Linked DNA regions of Mus musculus: regions 1, 2, 3, 5 and 6 are each linked to region 4. A link is a contact called in public HiCAR-type, HiChIP or PLAC-seq and promoter capture Hi-C data. All regions are on one chromosome and are shown on one strand. The core of a region is the stretch at or near the end of the contact, and the rest is flanking DNA. Distances in the headings are between cores, read along the strand shown. Region 1 holds the start of Boll (boule homolog, RNA binding protein). Region 2 holds the start of Coq10b (coenzyme Q10B). Region 3 holds the start of Cyp20a1 (cytochrome P450, family 20, subfamily a, polypeptide 1). Region 4 holds the start of Sgo2a (shugoshin 2A). Region 5 holds the start of Plcl1 (phospholipase C-like 1). Region 6 holds the start of Mars2 (methionine-tRNA synthetase 2 (mitochondrial)).

The links. Promoter capture Hi-C pulls out the DNA fragments that hold promoters and counts their contacts. HiCAR-type assays count read pairs that join an accessible place to other places. HiChIP or PLAC-seq counts read pairs in DNA pulled down with a chosen protein or histone mark.
Region 1: a contact with region 4 is called in a promoter capture Hi-C map of pre-B cells, with 4 times the contacts expected there. The contact joins the promoter of Boll here to the promoter of Sgo2a in region 4. A contact is called at or near these places in 3 of 39 promoter capture datasets (hippocampal neurons, liver and pre-B cells).
Region 2: a contact with region 4 is called in an H3K27ac HiChIP or PLAC-seq map of embryonic stem cells, with 5 times the contacts expected there. The contact joins the promoter of Coq10b here to the promoter of Sgo2a in region 4. A contact is called at or near these places in 1 of 39 promoter capture datasets (hippocampal neurons) and 2 of 115 datasets of contacts at active chromatin or transcription factors (astrocytes and embryonic stem cells).
Region 3: a contact with region 4 is called in a promoter capture Hi-C map of pre-B cells, with 5 times the contacts expected there. The contact joins the promoter of Cyp20a1 here to the promoter of Sgo2a in region 4. A contact is called at or near these places in 2 of 39 promoter capture datasets (liver and pre-B cells).
Region 5: a contact with region 4 is called in an H3K4me3 HiChIP or PLAC-seq map of embryonic forebrain, with 13 times the contacts expected there. The contact joins the promoter of Plcl1 here to the promoter of Sgo2a in region 4. A contact is called at or near these places in 1 of 39 promoter capture datasets (pre-B cells) and 2 of 115 datasets of contacts at active chromatin or transcription factors (astrocytes and embryonic forebrain).
Region 6: a HiCAR-type map of astrocytes shows a contact between it and region 4, with 7 times the contacts expected there. The contact joins the promoter of Mars2 here to the promoter of Sgo2a in region 4. A contact is called at or near these places in 5 of 39 promoter capture datasets (the 3T3-L1 cell line, erythroid cells, hippocampal neurons and 2 more) and 3 of 115 datasets of contacts at active chromatin or transcription factors (astrocytes, embryonic forebrain and stem cell-derived neural progenitor cells).

The regions. Positions count from the first base shown.
Region 1 is chr1:55,361,923-55,365,913 of GRCm38.p6, forward strand. Boll (boule homolog, RNA binding protein) reads right to left here and starts at 1,831. Exons shown (of 11, transcript NM_001368767.1): 1 at 1,377-1,831. The coding sequence starts at 1,397.
Region 2 is chr1:55,050,275-55,054,312 of GRCm38.p6, forward strand. Coq10b (coenzyme Q10B) reads left to right here and starts at 2,496. Exons shown (of 5, transcript NM_001039710.1): 1 at 2,496-2,716. The coding sequence starts at 2,601.
Region 3 is chr1:60,341,536-60,346,110 of GRCm38.p6, forward strand. Cyp20a1 (cytochrome P450, family 20, subfamily a, polypeptide 1) reads left to right here and starts at 1,765. Exons shown (of 13, transcript NM_030013.3): 1 at 1,765-1,922. The coding sequence starts at 1,851.
Region 4 is chr1:57,994,065-57,998,440 of GRCm38.p6, forward strand. It overlaps Sgo2a (shugoshin 2A), which reads left to right and starts at 1,910. Exons shown (of 9, transcript NM_199007.2): 1 at 1,910-2,248; 2 at 4,032-4,157. The coding sequence starts at 4,034.
Region 5 is chr1:55,404,113-55,408,608 of GRCm38.p6, forward strand. It overlaps Plcl1 (phospholipase C-like 1), which reads left to right and starts at 1,834. Exons shown (of 6, transcript NM_001114663.1): 1 at 1,834-2,518. The coding sequence starts at 2,276. It also overlaps the pseudogene Gm8531.
Region 6 is chr1:55,235,499-55,239,500 of GRCm38.p6, forward strand. Mars2 (methionine-tRNA synthetase 2 (mitochondrial)) reads left to right here and starts at 1,679. Exons shown (of 1, transcript NM_175439.3): 1 at 1,679-4,002. The coding sequence starts at 1,742. The coding sequence ends at 3,502. It overlaps Gm10561 (predicted gene 10561), which reads left to right. Exons shown (of 4, transcript NR_166489.1): 4 at 1-126.

The sequences.
Region 1 (3,991 bases), core at 581-3,080, 2.6 Mb before region 4:
TGTTATGGCTTTCTTTCTTATTTTCTAAGATACCACATATATACCTGTAATATATTACTATGCTGTAATATTCATGAAGACAGGATGCTTGCCTATTTTTTTTTTAACTCACTGCGACATGCAAAACAGAAACATCGCATAGCAAGTGTTCAGTGCCTATCTATCTGTTGACTGTATAAACCAGGTTTCAGGAGAGACCTGCTTGGTACTTGGTCAACATTTGGGTAAGGACCGAAGTATCAGTAACATTCTAGAACCCATTTTATGGTTAGAGGCAACAAGGCTCTGACAGAGGTAACATCAAGTTCCTTCGAGGTTAGCACTGAATTTGAGGAGAGGGAACCTCCCACTGTCAACCATTTGAAAGCATGGAGCTAGGAGGCTGCCTGCTCCAGGATCCTTAGTCTGGACCCTCTGCTTCCCCGTAAAGCTCGACCACCAACGAGTTTCTTAAGATGCTCTTCCAAGGTAACATGGCCCTAGTGCCGTCTCCTCTGAGGCTTAACCTCGACCTCGAGATGGATCATCTTTGCAAAGACAAAGGAAGAGGTGGGCTAACCGTCGCAGTCACCGCCTCGGTGCTCCTTCCCCTCGGAGGCCAGCAGGCTGAGGCGATGGGGCAAATGGCCGGATTGACAACGTCCTCGGGTTCTCTCGGGTCATCGTGGACCGGGACACCGACACGAGGGTCTCCCCCCTCCCCACCAAAGTGCGGGAGGGAAAAGAAGGCCAGCCAGCGAGAAATTTTGTCAGGCAAACCCGCCAGCAGCGGTGGCGGGAACCCTCAACGGCACCTACCACGCGCTGGCCGCCTCGTGCAAGGCGGGGCCGCGGCCTTGCGTGGGCGCATGCTGATTGGCTGGCGGCCGGGCACGGGGCGGGGCGCGGCACGTTACCAGGCTGCACTGGGAGGGCGGGGGCGGTGGGGGCCCCTAGGCCCCAGCCGGGCCCAGGCCTGACAGGGCAGCGCGCGTAGCTCAGGCCTTCCCGGGCTCAGGCCTTGCCCCGGGTCGGGGCGTCGACGACGGCCGCGCAACTCGTGCCCGCGAGAACGTGTCCTGAAAAGGGCGAGCCGTCGAGGGCGCCGCCGTCCGGGCGGGAACACTTGAGGGCGGCCGCTCGCTAGGCATGTTTGGCCGATGGCCGTTTCCCCCGAGCTGCCCGTCCGCCCCACCGAGGGCCAGCGCCGCCTCCCCCACCCCCAGCGCCCCTTCTCACACAGCCCGAGGGGCCGCTCTCCTCAGCGGGGCTGCCCGCTGCCCTCCCGCGGCGCGTTCCTTCCCAACCCCACAGCAAGGCTTTCGACTCCAAAGTCCACTCTTTCCAGCCCGTCCGAAGCCGGGCCGCGCAGAGTCCGGCCGGCCCTCAGCACTCACCGCCCGGGACTCGGTCTCCATCTTTCTAATCTCCGGAGTTCGCGGGAAGCTCAAGTTGGAAGGCGCGTTCGCAGGAAGCGAGCCGGCGCGTCTCCCGTCGGGGACTCGCTCCCCCTGGCGGCGACGGCGGCGGCTGCAGTGGCGCAGTCTCCGAGCCGGGCGAGCTGCCCTGTGGGGGCGGGGGAGGCGGGCTGCGCGGCGGCGGTGGCGGTGGCGCTGTGCGCAAGTCCCGGGGCCGCCGGGGCGGCGGCACGGACGGCGCGCACCGCGACTGCCAGCGGCGGCAGGACGGACGGCTGGACGGACGGACGCGAGCACTGCGAGCGGAGGGGAACGCGCCGCGGAAGGCAAGAGCGGCGAGCCTTCCCTGCCCTGGAGGGCCGACCTCTAGGGTCTACTACAGAGAGTGGCCTCTGGGGACTTCCGAAAGCTGGCTCGAAGACAGGAAGACAAGTTCCCACGTGCAAACTCTGCTCCCCCTTCCGGGCGCCACACACAGAAGCAGCGGACGCCTCTGCTCTCAGCACCTGTCGCTGTCGCTGTCACTCATCCCTGCCAGGGAGGGCGGGGCAGCGCAGTTCAGGCCCCTGGTAGGCTAGCTGCCCTGCGCTCCTGGCTAATAATGCATATTTCATCTCAGCACTTGGGAGGCAGAGTAGGAGGATTTCTGAGTTCAGGGTCAGCTTGGTCTATATACCGAGTTCAAGGATAGTTAGTTTAAGGGCTACACAGTGAGACCTTGTCTCCCTCCCTCCCTCCCTCCCTCCCTCCCTCCCTCCCTCCCTCCCTCTCTCCCTCCCACCCCCACTCTCCCATAAAAGAACAAACAAGCAAATAAAATAAAAGTAGGAGAGAGCCTAAGGGAAGGGAACCAGCTTCATTAGACTTGGCCCCATAGCTTTGGGAACTCCGTTCAAAGACTCCTTTGCAAGGACTTTTTAAAAAGTGCCTGAGAGCCTACCTTCTCTCTTAAGTAGTATGTAATTTCTGTTAGATAAATTCATGTAATAAGGACTGTCATTATTATAAGCAACTATCCATCATACACATATCTTGTTTCCGGTGCAGTGCTTTATGGTCATTTCTACTGTAAATAGGTGGCTAAATACTTGGGTCAAAGTCTAAAGCTGTAGCTTTAACCCTAGCGCTCTGCAACCCCGATTCTTCATCTCAATGGGCTGGCTTTTAAGGGCTTTAAGCCATCAGATCAGTATCAGCAACTGTAAAAAGTTACATAACTTGTCCTCAGAGTAAGCAGCAACAATATTAATGTTAATATGTCCAAAGGTTAGTTATCAAGAATAAATATCCAAAAGCTTAGTTATTTACCAAAAATAAGATGGGAAACAATTTTTGTTAATTGTAGAAGCATCCTAGCAGTTGGAATACTTTTCTGCATACAATTTAAACTCATTTTCTCAGGTTTGAGTTTCTGTGGAAAAGGAATAATACACAGATGTGTATTCAGATTTAAGTACATATTCTAGAATTGATTTTTGGGCATTCTATCCCTCCAGTTGTAACTAAGGATTTGATTATTATTTGATTAGTGCTCTTTTCTTCTGAAGTCTTTTTCTTTCCTACTAGAATAGTTACTTTTGAAGGGAGCATCTTCTAAAAAGGCCACTTGTCACAGGAAATACTTGGTCTGACATAATGAACAAACTTGAGGGAACAGTGACTGTGTTAGGGAAGATAGCTACACTCCTCAGTTCAGCTCCTCTTTTACTTCTTATCCAAAAGGAACTTAAAAAATACTTGGCTGAATCACACAAAATTATATTGGATCAACTTAGTAGACAGTACAGTTCTTATGCTCATAATGGGATATGCTGCTGGAAGGCAAAGTTCAGACATTAGTCCTTGTTGCCAAAATATTTAAACTCAACTGGGGTCTCTTCTCCAACTATGATCATTCAGTTCCCAGATAAAAGACGAAAACTCTTTACATTTATGACAAACCTTATATACTAGAGCTGGGCAGTTACTAATACCCTCTACGGTATTAGTATCCACTTCCCTATCAAATATCCCAAGTTATAGCTTGCCATGTTTCATTTGGATAGCTCTTAGCTCCAAATGACCAGCCCTCATGACCATGTTTTCATGATTCACATACCTCATGCTGTCTTATCTCTCTCTCTCCTTCATACTCATATTCCTTCTCCAACCCCAAGCCCAAGAATTGAAACCCCACCTACCTCTCTTCTTCCTATCTATAGGCTGTCAGCATCCTTATTCAGCCAGTAGTTTTAAATCAAAGAGTAAGGCCATAAAGCATCTCTTGTCCCTGAGTCAACCATAGCCGGTATTTAGTATTACAGTACATAGCAACAAACCAAACCTCAACAAGTCCTCAAGACATCTGAATGTTGGAGAAGCCAGGGATGGTTGTGTGTGACTGTATTCCCAATTGCCTGTGAGGCTGAGGCAGGAGGATCACTTGAGCCCACAGTTTGAGACCAGTCTGGGTAACATAAGATATCATCAAAATAAATAAATTAGAAAGGGAGAAAAGACCAATTTGTACAAATGATAATTATACCTAAACATGCTTAAAATAAAATACAAACAAAAGATGTGTGAGCTGTGATGAAAACACTGTGGGAATGTTA
Region 2 (4,038 bases), core at 1,246-3,745, 2.9 Mb before region 4:
CAAACAGATGAACATGATAATGAAACTCTGGTAAGTCTTACAGGACAAAGAGGAGTTAGGTTAAGGAAGAGAGATAGGAGAGAGGATAGAAACAGGAAAAGAGGGTAAGGAATTGAGTAAATACTATTGTTTTACATTTATTTGTATATTTATGTATACACATGCACATGTGTGTGATTATATATATGAATACATTCAGTATCACGGTCTCAGAGGTCCACCTGCCCATCCTATATAAAATATTAGTCTTCTGTCATCCCAGCTATTTAGTAAGCTGATAGAGGAGGATTCCCTGAGCTCAAGAATGGGCATGAGAGAGGCTTTGTATAAATCAGGATAAACGAATAAAAACAGCAACCCACCTAATTTATTTATTTAATGTTTTTTTCTTCTCTTTCCTTCTTCTTACAGTGATTTTAAAATATTTACTTATTTATCTATTTAGTGTTTTTCCAGACAGGGTGTCTTGGTGTAGCCCTTGCTGTGTTGGAACTCATTCTTTAAACTGAGCTGGCCTCAAACTCACACAGATATGCCTGCCTCTGCCTCCTGAGTGCTGGGATTTAAGTAAAGATTAATTTTTATTTGTAAAGCTTTTAAGAATTTATAGCATGTGTTGTCAGGCTTAGCCAAAAGCACCTTTATCTTGAGAGACCTCCCTAGTCCTTACCCTTAGTGTGTGTGTGTGTGTGTGTGTGTGTGTGTGTCAGTGCCTGCAGAGAACAGGAGAGGTTAACAGATATCCTCGAACTGTTACTGATGTTGTGAGCTGCCTAACATCAATTCTGGCAATGGAACTGGTCTCCCCTGCAATAGCAGCTCTTAGTTGTTGAACTATCTCTCCAGCTACATCATCATTTCATTTTCAATGTTTTTAAGCATCTCCCTGTGCAGTTCAATCTAGCCTGGGTAGTTTTTCTTTCAGTATCTCTAGTGCCAGGATTACAGGCACAGCACACTGTGCTCTACTCTTTTTTTTTTTTTCTCCACATCTTAGGGTTTCTATTGGTATGAAGAGACACCATGACCAAAGCAACTTTTTATAAAGGACAACATTTAATTGAGGCTGATTTCAGAGGTTCTGTCCATTATCACGGCACGAAGCATGACAGTGTACAGTCAAACATGTCCTGGAGAAGCCAAGAGTTCTACATCTTGACTCAGAAGCAGGTGGGAAGAGATGCCCTTTTCCAGGCAGCCAGGAGGAGGGTCTCTTCTGCTCTGGCCAAAGCTTAAGCTTTGGACCTCAAAGCTCACTCCTACAGTGACTCACCTCCTCCAACAAGCCCAAACCTACTCCAACAATGCTACACTTCCTAATAGTACCACTTCCCATGGGCTAAGCATATTCAAACCACCACATACAAGTCACATAATTACCCGATAATGCAGTACACATTAGTTCTATCTTCCCTTTTGGAATATGAGCTATGTGAGGAGACAGACTCATTCACACCTCCAACATCTAGTAAGTCTTTCAAAATATATTATTGCCTATGTTTAACCAACAATCTCATTTATTCCTCAAGCTCTGCTAACCAAATGCAGCAGGCAGGATGGCCTACTGGGTAGAACTTGCTGTGCAAGTCTGATGACTCAAATTGAATCTCCAGGAACCCACATAAAGATGGAAGGTGAAGAGGTGACTTCACAAATGTGCCGTCTGACTTTCATAAGCCAAACACACATCACACACGTACATTCATATAGTAATAAAATATAATTCTATTTTTTAAAAAACTGTATTAGAGTCAGTGAGATGGCTAATCATTTAAAAAAAAACAATCGCTATGCAAGCCTGTTAAGTGAGTTCTTATTCCTTAGACCCACATGGGAAGACTCTGACCTTCACATATGCGTTTGTTACGTGTGCCCCTCCCTTATATGTAAGTCAGGACCTCATCCAATCCCTGAATGTGGCAAGCAAAATTGTTGCTTTGTATAGAATGAGAAAAACCTGGATCATAAAGGCAACACTACACCATATCTTGGCCACGTATGAAGAAGGCAGCTAGAACTGACAGGTCACTGGGCCTGTTCGGGGCGGTATGACCCGAAGTTGCTCTCTGAACAACACCTCAGGGTCAGCACAGCAGGTACCGTTTGAGATCGTCAATACACAGTAAAATCTGCCAGGCTCGGCAGCAGGAGCGAAAACACGCTGGGCCAGCGCTGGGTGGGGTGGGTGTGGGAGGCAGTTACATAATTAGCCAGCTCCTGGGCTTTCCTCCCCCGGCAGGGCGGCCCTCACGAGCCGAGCCTCGAGACTCGACCCCAAATAGCTCCAGGAAAAAACCCGGACCGTAGGTGAACCCAGGAGTTCGTCACGAAGATTACATAAGTGGCAGACTCCTGGCAGGAGCAGAGCGTGTCCCGGAGATCCGCGCCCCGATTGGCTGTCCCGAGGCGGCACTGGACACGTGCGTCAGCCTAGCGTCAGCGTGGCGTCATGGGGTTGGGAGGGACTTAGTGGGAAGAGGCGTGTCCAGCTGCTCAGAGGGCTCCCGGATTGGCTGAGAGGCGCAGGAGCCGTCCCTCCAGGCCGGCCTGAGGGCGGCGCCTCGTTCCGGGTGCCCGCGTTGGCTACCGGCTTCACAAAGATGATCATGGCAGCTCGGACCAGTCAGAGGGCCCTGGCGAGGGTGGCATCGGGGTGCCATCCGAAGTCGACCACCGTGACGGAAGCCCCGGCGCGGGGGTCTGCGCGCGACGTCAGGTAGCGAGCGGAGGTTTTCCGGGCGGCGGGTTCGGGACGGGCCTGTGGCCGGGGCGCTGACCCTAGTCGGCTCCGGAGACCCGGGGCGCGGCGCTCGGCCGGCTGGTCTGCGTGCACCTCATATTATCGGGGTGAGTCAGCGACGAGACGGCCGTGGGAGGACGGACAAGCAGCCGGGTCTCCGGCTCCCGCCCTTCCGGTCTCCAAGAGGTGGGCGGCGGCCGTCGGGAAAGTTTAACTGCGCCCGAGAGCGCCGGCTCCCGGGCCGTGGGAGTGCGTGTCCTGGCGGTGAACCGCTTGTCAGACGCTCTCTCACTTGCTGTGGAGTTCTTTGACCCCGGCCACTCAGCGCTTGCAAAATGAAACACAGCCAACAAAGAGGACCTGTTGTTTTTTTCACTACACTGTAACTTTGAGGTCCTGTAACCTTGAAGATGGCTCTGTCCTCGGTTTTCCTGCTTGGTCCTTTAGGTGGAGATGAACCTAGAGACCTGAAGGACACTATAAGTCTACAATGCAGTTTTCTATTACAAATAAGACTGTAATAAAGTATTCTCAAAAATTAAAATTAACTCAGAGTGGCGGCTCACACCTGTAATTTTAGCAATAAAGTCAAGTAAGTATCGCGGTGGGTTCAAGGCCAACCCGAACTACAAAGTGAGCCCCTGTCTCAGGACCAAAAGAAAAGAAAATTGGTATTTGAGATGAATCAATATGTATACATTACAGAGGAGAAAGTCCAACTCTTGCCTGGGTTTCAGAACATTTTGGTTGAATGAAGACTTTAAAATGTCAGCCAAGAGGCCAGGTCTGGTGCTTTGGAGGCCAGCCTGGTCTGTGTAGCTAGTTGCATATCAGCCAGAGCTACAAGGTAAGATTTGTCTCAAAAACAAACAGAAACTAGCAGCCATGCTTCATCTCCAAATCTTACACAAACATGTTGAAACTGTGAAATCGGGTAGTTTATCCTCAAAAGATAGCTTTTCAAGCAGGACATACTGCTTATATTACTGATTAAATGTTGCTTTGCTGCTTATGGTCCGAGGCTCATGCTCAGAAAGTCCATACCAGCCTCAGCCTGGGAAATACCAAGTGACTGGATCTAAAAAAAAAAAAGGCAACAAAAATGGTATATAAATGCATAAAAGTATTACATTATCTTGTGTTCTGGCCTTTAATGTAATATGTTATTTGAGAGAGTAGTTTTGGAATATTAGTGATTACAAAGTCTGTTTTCAATATGTTACAGTACTCACTTGTTAGCTTGACTGTGTATGTAGCTAGTTGTATGGGGCAGTTGAAGGGAGAGGTGCTGGATCTAA
Region 3 (4,575 bases), core at 515-3,014, 2.3 Mb after region 4:
AAAACCCAGGTTGGGGGGTGGGGGTGGGGGGGGGGACTCAGTGCTGGAGCAGTACCAGGCAGGTACCAGGCATGATTTTGATTTGGGACTGGGAAGGTTGAGGACCAGATACCTTGAGAAAGTGGTACCTAAAGTTATATAGCTATGGTGCTGGAGAGATGGCTCAGTGGTTAAGAGCACTAAACTAGCTGCTCTTCCTGCAGTCCAGAGTTCAATTCCCAGCAACCACATGGTGGCTCACAACCATCTGTAATGAAATCTGACGGCTTCTTCTGACATGCAGGTGTACATGCAAATAAAGCACTCATATACATAGAATAAGTAAATCATTAATGTTATGTAGCTACACTGTATATTTCAAATTTTTATCTGCTGTTGATGTGGGCCATCATTTTGATGAGAAATGTCTTTAAAACCGATTTAAAAAACAAACCCTTGAAACACTCAGGGCAGTTTGAAATACATTCAGAGTTAAAAGCACAGCTCTTGCTGTGTGAGGTGGCCCATGCCTAAAATTTTAGCGACTTGTAAACTAAGACAAAATCAAACGTTTGAGGCCAACTTGAGCAATGTAGACAGCTTTGTCCCAAGACAGGAAAAAATGTGATTTCCAATCGACGAAATCTTGAGTGGAAGTATTGTTACAGCTTCAAAAAGATATGGCATGTTTTCAGTGAGGTATGATTCCTTCTTAAGCAGTAGTCATTACAGGAGCTCTAACTGCAATTCCAAATGACATGCCAAACGGTATCAAGAAAATTTGATATTCAAGCTATAAAATCTATAAATTGTTTTAGGATGCTTTCACTAAATGTAGTGCCAATAAGTATCAGGCTTTACCTTATACTAACCCATGTTAAAATTTCTGAGTTGGATAGAACAGAAGGATCTCAAATTACAGTAATGCTCTGACCAAGCAATGTTTGAAAAACATAAGCACACAACATTGCTTTGCCAGTGCTCAGTGCTTCCTAGAACGCCCAATAGTACCCTCCACTGGCTACTCTATATGGTATTATTTTGAATGAATTGATTTTGATTTAATGAGGCAGGAGCTCAGGTAACCTAGGAATTGGTTATGTAGTTGGAAATGACTAAACACTTGATTTTCTTGCCTCCACCTTCTGACGCTGGGATTACAAATGTGTGCCAACCAGCCAGGTTTATGTGGTGCTGGGGACTGAAGCCAGAACTTTGTACTAGAAAAGCAATCTACCTCCCCAGCCTCTGGTTTTCAGTTTTCCATAGAAGAAAATGGAGCTTGCTAAATTCAAGGAATTTATTGCAAATTATCAGTAACAGAAATCCTACCCACTGTCTGCCACCGTGGCCAGAAATCCTACCCAATGTCTGCTACCGTGGCTAACGCCTTTAATTCCAGCACCAGGAAGGCATCTATTAGTCAGAGGCCAGCCTGGTCTACATAGTTCCAATCTAGACAGGGATACATAGTCAGATCCTGTCAAAACACAGAAACCAGCCACGTTCACTGGAGCGCTTTTGAGCAATAAGGAGCATCTAACGGTGCCTAGCTCTTCAGCCATGCATGCAGGTGTCCAGGTGAGACTGGCTTCGGTTGTGAGTCCTACTTAAATGTACTTAAGTCTACTTTGTGCAAGCGGACTGGTGTCGCACGCAGCTTGATTCTAGCCAGGCCAGGGTGGGACCCGGGCCTGGAGGTTTCCTTGTGGCCTGTGAGTCGCCAGCAGACCAAGGGTGACGCCCAGCACGGGCGTGGCGGGGCGACCGCGGCTCCTATTCGCCGACCGCCTGAGGCCACCTCCCTCCCCAGCTGCGGGCGCCACCACGGAGCTCACGGCCGAGGACCGCGCGGGCGGGCGAGAGGAAGCATGCTGGACTTCGCCATCTTCGCCGTGACGTTCCTGCTGGCGCTGGTGGGAGCGGTGCTGTACCTCTACCCGGTAACTCCCAACTCGGGTTTCGGGGGTGCGCCTGCGCCGCGAGGACCTGGGCGGGCGGTCGGCCGGGAGCGCTTGCGGAAGAGCCACGTGGCTCCGCCCCGGCGTGCGTTCCCCGTGCGCATGAGTGCTGTGGTCGCTGAGCTGTGGTCCTGGGCGGGTCCCTCATTCTCCCTGTCCCGGACGGGTTTTGGGAGGTGGCGATCAATTCATTACCTTGGGTGACTTTGGAGACATTGACTTCTTCGAGCCCCAATCCCATTTGCTTCTACATCAGGGGAGAAACTCCTTCCATCTTTTCCTAGCATCCCCCTGCATATGCCCCGGCACCGTTGTTGGAATGGGCGAGCTGAGCTCCCCAACCCAAACTTTGTCCACCTGTCCTTTTCAGAGGGGAACCTCTCAAAACTCCGGAGTTACTGTTAAGGAACTTCCTTAAAGTGTATTGTATAAAGCTGGGCGTTGCATACATCTGTAATCCCAGCCCGGGGTGAGGAGGATGGGGTGGGAGCTCAAAGCTCACCCTGGACTACATCAAACCCTGTCTTTAAAAGAATATGTATGTACAAAGTGTGGTGGATTTATGGAAAAGTGGAAAGGTAGTGAACAGCCCCGGGTAGATGAATGGTGATGGAGATGCCCCTTAGAAGTGTCCTGTTCTGAGTTAGTGGTTGATTAGACTAATATAGAAACCACATACCTGAACTCCTGAGAAACAAAACACTGATATGAAGAAGTTGAGAGCTCAGGCCTTTCAAGAATAAGAGGACTGTGTCCTAGCCAACTGGAGCGAATGTAAAACCAGACCGGGAAGACAGATGGGTGTAAATGGCTGAAAAGCTATTCAAAGGACTTTTAAGTCTGCGTTCTACTGGAGGATTTCAATGGATAAGTGGCTATTTTAGTTTAAAGGAAAACTGGGAATGCTGTGTTGGGCCTGTAATCATAGCACTTGGATGGTGGAGGCAGGAGAGTTCAAGGGTTTCTTCCAAAATGGACCTGAGTTCTAGGCCAGTCTGGATCACATGAGCCCTTGTCTTAAATTTTAAAATTTGTATACTAGAAAAAAAATTAAAAATATATGTGGCAAAAAAATGTCTTCAATTCATTCCTTTTAAAAAATGCAAATCTTGGAATCAAGGGATTTTCAGCTTTAAAGGAGAACTTTAATTTGCAGGCTGGCCGTGTCTAATTCCCAGACACTCTGGGAGCTCTGGTGGGAGGATTGTAAGCTTGAAGCCATCTTGGGCAATGAATGTTGTGAGACCCCACTTCAGAACAATCCTAATATTATTAGTAAAGTTTTCTGATAGTCGTCCCGCTACTGTGTTAAGAACGGACTGTAATTATGGGGCTGAGGCAAGGGTGGGGTTAGAGAGAGTAGGCGGAAAGATAACTGCTGTCATTTTGGTGAGAGATGGTGTGTGCTTGAACCCCAGTGTCATAGCACATGGTGAGAAATACAACATTGTTAAGATAAAGCCAGTGAGACGGGATATAAAACTCGAGGCTGAAAGAAGCTGGAAGAAAAACACTTCTGGGGGTGGAGATGGGGACTGGCAGATAGAAGAATGGATTTCCCCATGGAATGTGAAGATTTTGTTTAGTTTGTATCTTGGTGGGAAATTAATGAGGTTTCATAGAGATCAGAAGTTTGGGGTTACGTGAGCCAGGTTTAAGATGCCTGTTTGACATCAAGTGAGACAAAATCAAGTACAAAAGTCTTGAGGTTTAAGGTTAAAAAACCAGACTGGAACAGTTTGGGAACTGCCAGTGTATATATTGTATCGAAGCTAGGAAGTTTGTTCCAGTCTCCTAGAAAATTTAGATGTAGGAAAGAAGAGGTCCAAGGACTAAGCCCAGAATTCTCCATATTAGATAGAGGCTGAAGAGAGGAGTTGGGGTAAGGGAGGGGAGGACCGTAAAGACCCCTGGGGAGGAGCAGTCGGACCCGACAAAGGCAAAGAGTCATCCATTGAGTCAAGTGTGGCAAAATATGCCAAGGAAGCTCAGGCTGGAGAATTCAGGAGTATTGATAATCCAAGATGAGCGGCTCCTCAGTGGGATGATGAGGTGATGGCCGAGCTGGAGTGTACCGCAAGGTCCTAAGGATGCAGAATTCTGTAGAGTTTTGCCCTACTCCCTAACAATTCATTCAGCCCTTAGAGTGGTTCGTATCCCCAATGCGACTGATGAAAAACCTAGGTTTTCATTTATCAATTGGAGATAGGGTTTGGGTTAGGGAAGGGAGTTTGTGTCCACTTCTCTCAGCACTGGAACCCATCTGATGCTGGCCATGGCCAAACGACCTTCTGTGAGTCGTTTGTGCATTGGCCCTGCTATGTTTAGAAAGCCTTGTGTCTCTGGTTTCCTTCAGACCCTTTGGCACTTAAAATCTTTCCATTTCCTCTTCTGAAAAGTTCACTGAACCTGAGGGGAGTGATTTGATGGGGACATCCTGTTTAGGATGAAGTATTCCAGGATCTCTCACTCTCTGCATTGTCTGGCTGTGGCTCTGTGTATTTGTTCCCATCTGCTGCAGGAGAAAGCATCTCTGATGATGGCTGGGCAAGGCACTGATCAGTGTGTATAACAGAATGTTGTTACTCATTTCATTGTTTTGTTCCTTGAGCAGAACAGGAGTTTTTTGGCTTTC
Region 4 (4,376 bases), core at 660-3,159:
GATTGGGAAAAGATCTTTACCAACCCTACATCCAATAGAGGGCTAATATCCAATATGTACAAAGAACTCAAGAAGTTAGACTCCAGAGAACTAAACAAAAAATTCTCAACTGAGGAATAACGAATGGGTGAGAAGCACCTAAAGAAATGTTCAACATCCTTAGTCATCAGGGAAATGCAAATCAAAACAACCCTAAGGTTCCACCCCACAGCAGTCAGAATGGCTAAGATTAAAAACTCAGGTGACAGCAGATGCTGGTGAGGATGTGGAGAAAGAGGAACACTTCTCCTTGTTGGTAGGATTGCGAGCTGGTACAAGCACTTTGGAAATCAGTCTGGCAGTTCCTCAGAAAATTGGACATAGTACTACCTGAAGACCCAGCTATACCACTCCTGGGTATATACCCAGAAGATGCTCTAACACATAAGATGCTCCACTATGTTCATATATATATATTATGATATATCTGTACACACATATGTATAATATTATGATATATTATATGTAATATTATAATGTATATCATAATATAATAATAGCCAGAAGCTGGAAAGAACCCAGATGTCTTTCAACCGAGGAACAGAAAATGTGGTACATTTCTACAACAGAGCACTACTCAGCTATTTAAAAACAATGACTTCATGAAATTCTTAGACAAATGGATGGAACTAGAAAACCTGAGTGAGGTAACCCAGTCACAAAAGATCACACATGGTACACACTCACTGACAAGTAGATATTAGCCCAGAAGCTCAGAATACCCAAGATACAATTCACAGACCACATGAAGCTCAAGAAGAAGGAAGACCAAAGTGCTCCAGTGCTTCTTAGCAGGGGAAACAGGCTACTCACAGGAGGAAATACAGAGGCAAAGTGTGGAGCAGAGAATGAAGGAAAGGCCATCCAGAGACTGCCCCACCTAGGGATGACAAGGTTCTTTTTAAAAGATTTATTATTTTATATGTATATTTTGCCCGAATGTACGCATGCATGTATGTATGTACACCATATGCATATCTGGTGCCTGCAGAGGCCAGAAGAGGACATAAGATTCCCCAGAATTGGAGTTACAGATGGCTGTGAGCCACCATGTGAGTGCTGATAACTAAACCTGGGTCCTTTGCAACAAATGCTCATGACCTCTAAATGCCATATTTGTAGTATTTATTTATTTATTTAGGTTTTTCAAGACAGGGTTTCTCTGTGTAGCCCTGGCTGTCCTGGAACTCACTCTGTAGACAAGACTGGCCTCGAACTCAGAAATTTGCCTGCCTCTGCCTCCCAAGTGCTGGTATTAAAGGTTCCCAAGTGCTGGTATTAAAGGTATGCACCATCACTGCCTGGCTTCTATTTGTATTTTTAATATGATGGAACAGAGCAGTTTTTTAAAATATCGTTTCTCGAAATTCTACATATATATATTATTATTAACCTTTTGTAAAAAGAACCAAACTGACTTGAAAAATAAGACTAACACATTTTAAAATATAGTTGAAATAGTTTAAAATGCCACTCTGTGTACTCTGCTAAAATGGAGTATCATTGCAGCACTTCCAAGTGCAAAATTGAGAAAGGCTTTTAAGTGAAGTGTAAAGAAGCAAGGATCACAATTGGAAGGCAAGAATGCAGAAACTGGATGCAGACAAATAATCACACAGTGAACAACACAAAGCCCTGCGAAGGACTAGAGGTGCCTGCCAACCCTCAGAGTGTCCCTTTATCCGTGGTGAATGGCCCTCTCTGTCAGGGCTGGTGGAAATGGCTACCAGAAGCTCAGAGAGGCAAGGAGAACCTTTTCACGCTCGCTGCAGCCCGCCCGGCTCACCCAGCCACGCCCACTCGACCCTCTCCAGTACGTCCCGCCCCTTCCGTCTTCCACTTCCGGGTGGCAGCGCATCTTTGCGCCGCCTTCTCGGAATCTGATTGGCTGGAGCATAAACGCTAACTGCCGCGCAGTTTAAACCTGAATCCTGGTCTTCGCGGATTGTCGCGCTTCCCTGGCAAGTGTGGGCACCCACAGCTGAAGGGGTCGCTGGTAGGCGTGGACGAGGCCAGCGCGGCCAGCAAGGCCTGCGAAGCCGGAACCCTTCTCGGTAGCCACTCCTGGCGCCTCAGTCCTCGCCGCCGCGCGTCGGCTTGCAGGGCCGGGACGCGGAGCCGGGACGCGGAGCCGCCTTCGGATCGGGGCGGTAACCTCTGTTCTGACTTTGAGCTCCCAGCTGGGCGAGGGGTCGCCACTAGTTTTCAGGTCAGTACCTGGAGGGAAAGGGATCTAGGTCCTTGTGACCAGGTCTGAAACGGCTGCTTTCGTGTAGGTAAGGATGCACCTACACGCATCTCCAGGGTAGGGCTTCTGCCAGGCTTGTTTCGAACAGAGAACTAATAGCTTGGCCGGGATCTGGGTATTGGGAGCTGACACTTAGAAATGGAGATGTGCTATATGCTAGGGCGTGGCATGGGGGTCCACAGGAGGGAGGAAAGCAGGGTGTGTCATCAGGATCTGTTTATTCCCGCCCCCCTCAGAAGTGGGATCAAAGAATGAGAAGAGGTCACAGTAGAAGGTCTGCCACAGGGCTGTGGATGAGACGGGGGATTGGACTGGAGGGAAAGTTGAAGATCTGCAGCTAGCCTCCTTGTTTCCCTGCTCAGATTGTGAGGTGAAAACCTGCAATTAGCCTACCAGCTTCCCTGCGGTTTTATGGTTTGTTTGTTTGTTTTTGGTGGGGGGGGGGGGCGAAACTTTAGAACAGTTGAACTTTACTGTTGAAACGTTCCTAGTGAACTTCCTCCCCGTTGCAGAAATTCGCCCCCCGCCCCCAACCATCTTCTCGGTCATTTGCTTAACAGCTTTCCACATCTGCTCAATGCTTTCAAACATGACCATTTCAACATTGGGCAGATTTTTTTTCTACTGAGAAGTTCTTTCATGTGTTCATATATATTTCTATTAGAAATGTTTATCCAAGGAGCTGCTATGTGCCAGGCACTAAGAGTTCAGCAGAAAACACATTTAATAGAAACTTCTGCCTGTCAGCATTACCCTAATCTCTGCTCTTCTCCGTGAAGATGTTTGTGATGGCGTTAGGGATGCCTAGATAAATAAGAATCTTTTCATTGGATCCTTATACTAGATCTGCAGACTATGTATAGATTGAGAATTGCAGGTACCTGACTAGGTCACTTTGTAGCCTACTATAGGACCGCTTCCGGGTTGGGAAGAGTTGGAGGGCAGTTAGGGTGAGGAAGGTAAAGATAATGAGGAATCTTGTGGAATCTAGGGATTTTTGTGATGGACATAAAAGGAACACTGAGATTGTTCTGTGGACTCAGAGCAAGGAGCAGAGTGGCTTGTGGCGGGAATATAGGTTTGGGGCGTTGACCCCATTCGAGCACATAGCCCAGCATCGCCACCTGCACCTCAGTGAAGCTTTTTCTGATCTGTTTTCTCTGCCCAGTTAGCATTAGCACTTCTTTAATGTCTTGTGTGTTAAAGTCATTGTTCTTGTCATACTAATTATTTATTTCCAATTCTATTACATTGTTAACCAGTGTAGACCATAAATCTAGACTTAAGCTTGTAATTTCCTCTCTTTCCAAGCCCTCTTCCGCCCCTTGAGTGAGTCATTTCTTTTGTGCTTCCATGAAGGTCCACTTGCCTATCTAAGGTTATACTTTTGCATAGTAACAACAGTGTCTGTGTCACACTGGACTTTTCTTTCCATGACAGCAGGGACCCTATCCTGTCTTCTGCTGGTAGCCCATTGTGTCCACTAGGCATGGTGATATAATATAGGTTTGAATAGAAAAACAAAAGTATTTACCTTTTTGGAATTCACTAATTCTCCTGATTCTCTAAGTTCGTATTTTAAGATCTTTATGTAAAGGGCTTTGCAAATACATTATGTCGACAGTGTATTGTAAGTCATGGTGGTTGGGCTTTGGAATGGATCGTTACCAGTTTTTTTCTCTTATCACTCAGTACTATGCTGGTCTCCCACCCCACCCCATCTTTTCTTTTCCTTTCACTTCAGAAATGGAGTACCCAGGGATAAAAGTTGACACTGTTACCTCTGGAATTCAGAGACGAGTGAAGGGCAGAATTGCAAAGACAAATTTGAATGTTTCTCTTGCTTCAAAGATCAAAGCAAAAATATTAAGTAAGTACCTACCTTATTTTAGCAAATATAGAAAACTACTAAAATGACTACTTTGTTAGCTGGTACTTTTTCTGTTTGCTCTTTCCTCTCTGTGGCTCTCAGCTATTCTGCTGAATGGTTTTGCAATCTGCCCTTGGCCTGCCCCCAGGCAGCTACCTCTTCTCATGCAAAGACAATACCAATGTGGTTTCTCAAGAAAAGAGCTACAGAGAGTAAAAG
Region 5 (4,496 bases), core at 584-3,083, 2.6 Mb before region 4:
TGGTCGGTCGTGAGTGGAAACAAAACATTTTGCAAACCATATGCTCTATGGATGTAAATATATATGGATATAAATATATAATCATATATGGGTATATGGATGTAAATGTGTATGGAAAAAATATATATGGATATAAAGGCACACAAGCCTGTAGGATAGGAAACACTGGTATATAAGACTCATATAGGAAAATGACGAGGGAGATATCTGCAGCTTTACAGTCTTCAAAGGACAGCTCACAAGTGGCAAGTTGACAAAAGTATCAGAAAGCAGACACCCTGACATCTGTAAAAGACAAAGTTAGGTGTAATAATGAGAGAGCATCAGAAAAACAGTAGCCTAAAATTGGCTATACTTCTGAGGACAAAATATATTTTCTATGTAACAGTTATGAGAAGAAGCGCTTGCTATTTCGGTTGTAGTTCTCAACATCTCACTAGAGGGCAGTGTTGCTTCTAAAACCAGAGCTGGCCTCTCATCTAGAGGACACTCATTTCTGGGTTGCACGTATATTTAAAGAAAAGGTAAAGTCAAGTCTTTCCAGTCTTCCCTAGGAGATGGTAAATGTCAAATGTGAATTCTCCCAAGAGCCCCATCCAATTTTGACTGGTTGTAGCCCCAGGGGAGCCAGATAAAAAAAGTGAAGAGAGCTTGGAAGGAACTGGGTAGCAGATCTGATTTTAGTGTCTGTACTAACCAGTCAGTAGACAAGGTCCTTGGGCTTTCATTTCCTCTGTTAAATAAAAGAGCTGCCCTAGATGACTCCTAACACCCCAGCTCATCCTTAAAATGCTAGAATTTTAATAAATTTCTGGCCCTGAAGGGCTGAAAAATTTCTTGGTGCTATTGGCCACGTAAGGAAGAAGTAAAATCTTGAATTATGAAATAATTAGTAATTTAAATGCATTTAATGATCTAAGTGAGATTCAGTACGTCGTCCAACTCTCCAGGGACCTTAGAGCCATTGTCTACATTTGCTCATGGTGTGATTAATGCTACCGAATCCCTGCTCTCCTCTTGGTTACTAGCTTGGTGGAAGGAGCAAAATGTAATGATTTAGAATTATATGTAGAAAGGAGGCTGGACCCTCGTCGAGAACGGTTTAGGGTAGAGACTAAACCTGCCAATGACCTTGTCGCTATGTGGCTTCCATCATCTCTGTGTTTCATTCGGCGGCGTTCCCAGGGTTTTCGTTGCTCTGCTTCCTCTTACCCTACCTACCCCTTAAACCCAACTCCTTGTTGTATTGACTCAGATTACTGAGTGAATGTAGAATCCGCTCATAGAACCCGAGACAAACTGTGGAACTCCAGGGTCCTAGTGCGTGGACTTCACTTCTAAGGATTGGCAGGAGAGCCAGTGATTGACCCTTGGCTGTGCCAAGTGTCACTACTACACCCCTCCAAACACTCTAACCTTCTCGCTCAACATCTTCTTTATTCCAGATTTGCTGTTTTGCAGTGTTTCCTCCGTCATCTCACTGCCGCCCGCAAACCACCCCACCCGCGTCCCATTTCTTGAACCTTCAGGCCGCTTTCGTCTCCTTTCTAAACTTCCTAAAATGTACTCTGAGTGCCTGTGGGTGCGCACACTGGCGCGCGCATCCTCGCCTAGTACCGGGGCCAGCTGGGCTGGGCAGGCTCCGAGCAACAGAACACATTCCATTCTTCGCGCTCGGGCACACCCCTCCGCGGTGAGGATTGGTCGGCCCGAACCCCCTCGGTGAGCCTCGGCTCCTGAGAGGCCGGGGAGCCTGCCAATCCCCACGGGCTGTCAAAACAAGTCTTCCCTCCCTGTCACAGGCGAGCGGAGTGGAGGCCGCCCCGCCGCCGCACTTCCTGGGGCCGCCGTGCTGCGGTCGGCGGGCAGGTGGCTGGTGGCCGATCCGCAGTCGCCGCTCCGGCCGCGCACGTCCCGGCTCCGAGGCTCCTGGCTCCGGCGCCCACTGCCTTTTGTCTGCACAGAGCCGGCGCTCGCCTCGCGTCTCCAGTACCTCCCGCTGCTTTTCGCCTGCTTCTCCCTCCCGCTCACATCTTCTCCCCGCCCCCGCCGCCCGTCCGCGCCGGCCCGCTGACCTCCTGGACCACAGCCCGAGGACGCCTCTGCCGGAGCGATGTCTCCTTTCTACAAAGTTGTGGCTGCCACTGCAGCGGCCGTGGCGCGCTAAAACAAAGTCTAGCGGGGTTTCCTTCTGGTGCCTGAGCGCACCCGTGCCCGGGGCTGGACGCCGCTGGCGGTCGTGCTGTCTCGCCGGGAGCCTAAAACGTGCTTGGCTATGGCTGAGGGCGCGGCTAGCAGGGAGGCTCCGGCGCCTCTCGACGTTGCCGGGGGCGAAGACGACCCCCGAGCCGGCGCCGACGCTGCCTCAGGGGACGCCCCACCCCCGGCCTTGGGGGGCCGGATGAGGGACCGTCGCAGTGGGGTCGCGCTGCCGGGCGCTGCGGGGGTCCCCGCGGATAGCGAGGCCGGCCTCCTGGAGGCTGCACGAGCGACCCCCCGGCGTAGCAGCATCATCAAGGTAAGCGGAGCAGCAGCGGCCCAGAGCCTGGTATGGGTGCCGGGTGGGTAGGGGACATCCCCCCTCCAGCCCCTGGGCAGGATGTTCATTGCCCTAGGCGTCGCAGGCTGGGCATTGTTTTCTCCCACCTCCTTCATCGCCAAACCTTCCTGCCTAGTCCGGAGGTTCCCAGAATCAGCTGTTGGCCTTGAGAAGCAGAAGTGACTTCCTCTCTGACAGCGGAGGAAAAGTTCTCTGCGCTTCTGCGGTTTGATGGATGCTTTCCCTCATTTTCTCACTAACCGGTGGATGGGAGGAGGAAGGGTGAACTTGGGATAAATGCAGAGACCTGCGGGCTGGCTGTGCATTCTCCAGCGGAGAGCTAGCTTTCCCGAACAGCAAAGGCAAAGCACAGCTTACTTTTAATTGTGTGTGGGAAATCTCCCCCATACAGAAATGGTTCTGAAATCCTGAAACGCCTGAACTTTGCAGATAGGCAGGCAGAGTTTGCAGCGGACGCTGCAGCATAGAAAGGATGAAGGAAGAGCTTAGAGGTTTTGCGCTGCAGAAAACACACATCCGGGAAAACGTTCCCAGACTCCCCTAGCACCCCCAGAGGATTTGCCTTTATCCATCTGCCAAGGAATTGTAAACCTTTCTTCGCCCTATTTATTTATTTCTGTCTTCCACTTTGAACTTGTTTCCCATGTTCGAAAGTTCATCTTTTGGGTGCATGACTTTGGAGTAATCTTTTCAGGTAAGAGCCCTGGAATAGGGCTTCCTAGCATAGATCTATGTGAATACTACGTACATGTGAGATTAAAGCTGATCTTGGTAAAGCAGTCAGTGTGAATGTCCACCCATCTGTGATAAACACAGTACACCACAGGCGACAGCAAAAGGTCTAGGAGCCACCTATTATTCTTTCTGGATAGGCTCATACATTCAGAAAGCTTGCTTAGGTTTAAACCAAGCAATCGCGATGTAATGCGTGTCTTCTTTCCCACGCTAGCAGCACCAGTGTTTGTGCCCACATTCACCTATCTCCAGGCACTATCTATGATTTTTCTCCAGCATGGACACATGGAAATTAAAAAGGTACAGGGAGACTTCTATGTTAAAAGTGGATGGTAATTTAAAATATCCTGTAGTAGTTTGTTTGTTTATCTGTGCTTTTCCATAACGCGCAAAGAGACTTATATTCTGAATGTGAATTTGGATAAAGGAGAAATGGCCTTCGTTAATACTACAAGTCAGAAATCGTATTGTCTGGCAAGTATCATAATTAGGAAACAGATACATCTGGATTACAATATGTGGACCTGCGTGTATGCAAATAGTCATTGTAGTTTAAAATACATTACGATAAAAGCAGTGGTTCTTTATAATGTTGTGAAAAGCACAAGTCACAAGGTCTAAGGACTATGCAGATTCTTGCAGCAAGTTTACCTCTCCGAAATTGCTCTGAGCTGCCTGGGGTGCTACTGAAATCCAAGGGTTGTGCTCAAATGGAAGCTTGGGACTCAGCACTCAAGAAGCTGACACAGGAGGATCCTTATTTCAAACCTAACCCCCTGAACATACCTGGTCTCAAAATAAATAAGCCCCACCCTTACATTATATGATTGGCATGTGGTTTATATTATCATAAGGGTTTTTGTGAGTAATAGCACCTCTTTTGCTTTGTTTGAAGTTTGTTTTTGTGACAGAAGGAAGACAGTAGAATATTACATTTTTCTCTATTTAATGGAAATTAAGTAAATGGTATATAAAGTTAAAGATACTGCAAAAATTAGATGAGCTATTTTAAATTAGATTTATTTGCAGAATATATAATGATTTAAAACAATTAAATCTTGCGAAGGAGTGTGAAAGTAAGATGTTTTCCTACTCTGCACTCGACTCCCCCTCACATAGTCTATCCTACAGCTATTAACATTTTCTTATGCATCTTTCCAAAATAGCCCATGCATTTGTAGGCATGTATATCTATGGCGTC
Region 6 (4,002 bases), core at 429-2,928, 2.8 Mb before region 4:
AGTGCTAACAACTTGGCAACAATACATCAAGAAGCCTGGCGGGGGTGGGTGGGGGGGGTGGGGGGGCGATGGGCCTTCCCCCTTATAAGCACGGTCTCTTAATAAACTCGTGGGCCTTGATCAGGACCTTTGTCTTGGCTCCATTCTCTCTCTCTCTCTCTCTCTCTCTCTCCTCTCTCCTCTCTCTCTCTCCTCTCTCCTCTCTCTCCTCTCTCTCCTCTCTCTCCTCTCTCTCCTCTCTCTCCTCTCTCTCCTCTCTCTCTCTCTCCTCTCTCTCCTCTCTCTCTCTCTCTCTCTCTCTCTCTCTCTCTCTCTCTCTCTCTCTCTCTCTCTCTCTCTCTCCAGGTGTACCCGGTTCAAGTAGGCAACACAGTGGATGGTGCACGCCTTTAATCCCAGCACCTGGGATGCAGAGGCAGGCAGATTTCTGAGTTCAAGGCCAACCTGGTCTACACAGTGAGTTTCAGGACAGCCAGGGCTAGACAGAGAAACCCTGTCTCAAAACAAAAAAAAACCCCAAAAAAAACCCAAAAAAATAAAACACAAACAAACAAACAAAAAACTCAACAAAACAAAAAAAAACCCAAACAAACCAAAAACAAAAACCAAACCCTCAGGGCACTATTACTCTTGGAAGAGAGGGAAGGACACAGCGCACAGATCTCAACTGCAGCTCATCTCTAACTTAAACACTAATGTGCACCACAGTCCATTGGTGAGCTAAGTAAAGCTTAGATTGCTGGTCTGAGATCCCAGTTTCTGCCTCAGCAGGTAGGGAATGGGCCTCAGATGTCTAAGTTCCTGGTGTGTCTCATGCTGCTTTGGGGACCATTCTTTGAGAATCACTAACAGTACTTAGGTTGGGTGAGGGTTTATAGGTGTTCCAATCTCATTTTAGTATGTGCATATATACACTGTTTAAATTAAATGGGGGTGGGGAGGCCAGTTGTGGATGAGAAAATATGCAGTGAGCCAAGGATTAATAATAAAAATTTGGGATTTTAAAATTCTCTCCTGCTAAAAATTAGGATTTCATTCTCAAAGCTCAGTCTTGGAAGAATTTCAAGACTATTAGAGGAGAAAATTGTGACTTGTTTTGTACAATAAAGCTGAAAGTTAATGTTTCCTTATCTGCACACCTGTGACTCCGCACTCCAGTCCCTGGATGAGTTCTCAAATCAATCCTTAAGGCTCAGCAACATGTTCAGACACGTCATTTCCTTTTCTGCCAGTGCTTATCGTTCCTTAAAGCGCTTTGTGAAATTATTTTCCTTTCTTTCAGATTTATTTAGATTCTGAGACAAACCTTAAATGGTTTTTCTATGTTGACTAGAGGATACCAAGAGGCCGGATTTGTGCCCTGCTTTGACAGTTAATGAGTTTGGAAAATACCTCAATATAAAAATCTTGCCAACAAGTTCAGTCCAGAACCGATCAGTTCAGTTCAGATCCAGAACAGATCTCAAAGAGTAAAACTGCACAACACCCGGGATACGCTCTTCTTTCCCCAACTGCCCTGACACGGAACCCACTAGCCGACTACTCAAAAACTCCCGCCGGCCACCCGCCCCTGCGCGCTGCAGGAAACCGGTGGAGGCGGGGGAGTTGCGGGCGGGGCCGCAGGAGTCAACGCTTGCCGTTCATTGGCTTCCGCGCCGGAAGCGGCGGTACCGTCCAGCTGCGCACGCGCCCTTTCCCGTGCTCGGGAACACCGCCTCCAGTGCTGGGGCCGGCTGTCACCATGCTGCGGCAGTGTGCTCGCTGGGTGTTGACGCGCACCCGGTTCGGCCGCGGCTGTCGCCGCTACGGTTCGTGCTCGCCGAGCGCTAGTGGCGACGCCGGGGAAGCGCGGGCCTACTTCACCACACCTATCTTCTACGTGAACGCCGCGCCGCACATCGGGCACCTGTACTCGGCGCTACTGGCCGACGCCCTGTGCCGCCACCGTCGTCTCCGAGTTCCCGGCTCTGCGTCCACGCGGTTTTCCACCGGCACGGATGAGCACGGCCTGAAGATCCAGCAGGCGGCAGCCACCGCCGGCTTGGCCCCGATCGAGCTGTGCGATCGAGTGTCTGCCCAGTTTTTGCAGCTTTTCCGGGAGGCTGACATCTCTTCCACGGACTTCATCCGCACCACGGAGGCTCGGCACCGAGTAGCGGTGCAGCATTTCTGGGGTGTGCTGGAGGCCCGGGGTCTGCTTTACAAAGGGATCTATGAAGGGTGGTATTGTGCCTCGGATGAGTGCTTCTTGCCGGAGGCCAAGGTTACTCGGCAGGTGGGTCCGTCCGGGGATCCCTGTCCCGTGTCTCTCGAGAGCGGACATCCTGTCTCCTGGACGAAGGAAGAAAATTACATTTTCAAGCTTTCTCAGTTTCGAGAACCACTCCAGCGGTGGCTTGGAAACAATCCTCAGGCAATCACACCGGAACCGTTCCACCAGGCAGTTCTTCAGTGGCTGGAGGAGGAGCTGCCCGACTTGTCCGTTTCTCGAAGGAGTAGCCATCTGCACTGGGGCATACCAGTTCCCGGGGACGACTCGCAGACCATCTACGTGTGGCTGGATGCCCTGGTCAACTACCTCACTGTAGTTGGCTACCCAGATGCAGATTTCAAGTCTTGGTGGCCAGCCACCTCTCATATCATAGGTAAGGACATTCTCAAATTTCATGCTATTTATTGGCCTGCCCTTCTCCTAGGGGCAGGATTGAGGCCACCACATCGCATCTATGTCCACTCGCACTGGACGGTGAGTGGCCAAAAAATGTCCAAAAGCTTGGGCAACGTGGTGGATCCCAGGACTTGCCTTGATCGCTATACTGTGGATGGCTTTCGCTACTTTCTCCTTCGGCAGGGCGTTCCCAATTGGGACTGCGATTACTATGATGAAAAGGTGGTTAAATTGCTGGACTCCGAGCTGGCAGATGCCTTAGGAGGGCTTTTAAACCGGTGCACTGCCTACAGAATAAATCCTTCTGGAACCTACCCATCTTTCTGTGCTGCCTGTTTCCCCAGTGAGCCAGGGTTAACGGGGCCGTCAGTTCGTGTGCAGGCAGAAGACTATGCGCTTGTAACTGCAGTGGCCACTTTACCCAAACTGGTAGCGGGCTATTATAATGACTTTCAGATCTATAAGGCTCTGGAGGCGGTATCCAGCTGTGTTCGGCAAACTAATGGTTTCGTCCAAAGGCACGCACCATGGAAATTGAACTGGGAGAGCCCTGAGGATGCTCCCTGGCTGGGTACCGTGCTTCACGTAGCCTTGGAGTGCTTGCGAGTGTTTGGAACTTTGCTTCAGCCTGTTACTCCAAACTTAGCAGATAAACTGCTGTCAAGACTGGGAGTCTCTACCACAGAGAGAGGCCTTGGAGAGCTCTACTTCCTACCTCGATTCTATGGACACCCATGCCCCTTTGAGGGGAGAAAGTTGGGACCTGACACTGGGCTTTTGTTTCCTAGACTGGACCAATCTAGGACTCGGCTAGTGAAAGCCCACAGGACCTAGGAACTCAGCTCTTACTGACTGGTAGTAAAAGATCAAATGTATTCTTTTTGCGTTTTTAAGTAAAGTCATGCTTAAAGAGTATGTATCAAATGAGCACATAAACTATGTCCTTATGAACAGAACGATTCAGGTCTCTCTAACCCAGTCCTTTTCATTTCTCAGTGCCATTAATCACTGTTCTTGCTCACCAATGTCTCCAAGAGAAGGATGGAAGATGCTGACACTTCCTTCTCATTGCACCTTCTCCCAACCCAGGGTCAGGGCTTCTGCTCCCCAGGCTAATTTAACACAGCCCCTTCTTCAACTAAATCTAGGGTTGGAAGTCCCTGCTCTGTTTTTACATGTCAGCCCTACTTTGTTAAACAGAGTCTCCTGTTAAAGAGGTTTTTTTTTTTTTGAACTTTAGGAACTAGTGTCCTAGACTTTTACCCATGTCAACCCAGCAGTTGTGCTTTGTAATACTACACTCCATCCAGTAGATGGCTCTGCTCGCACACATT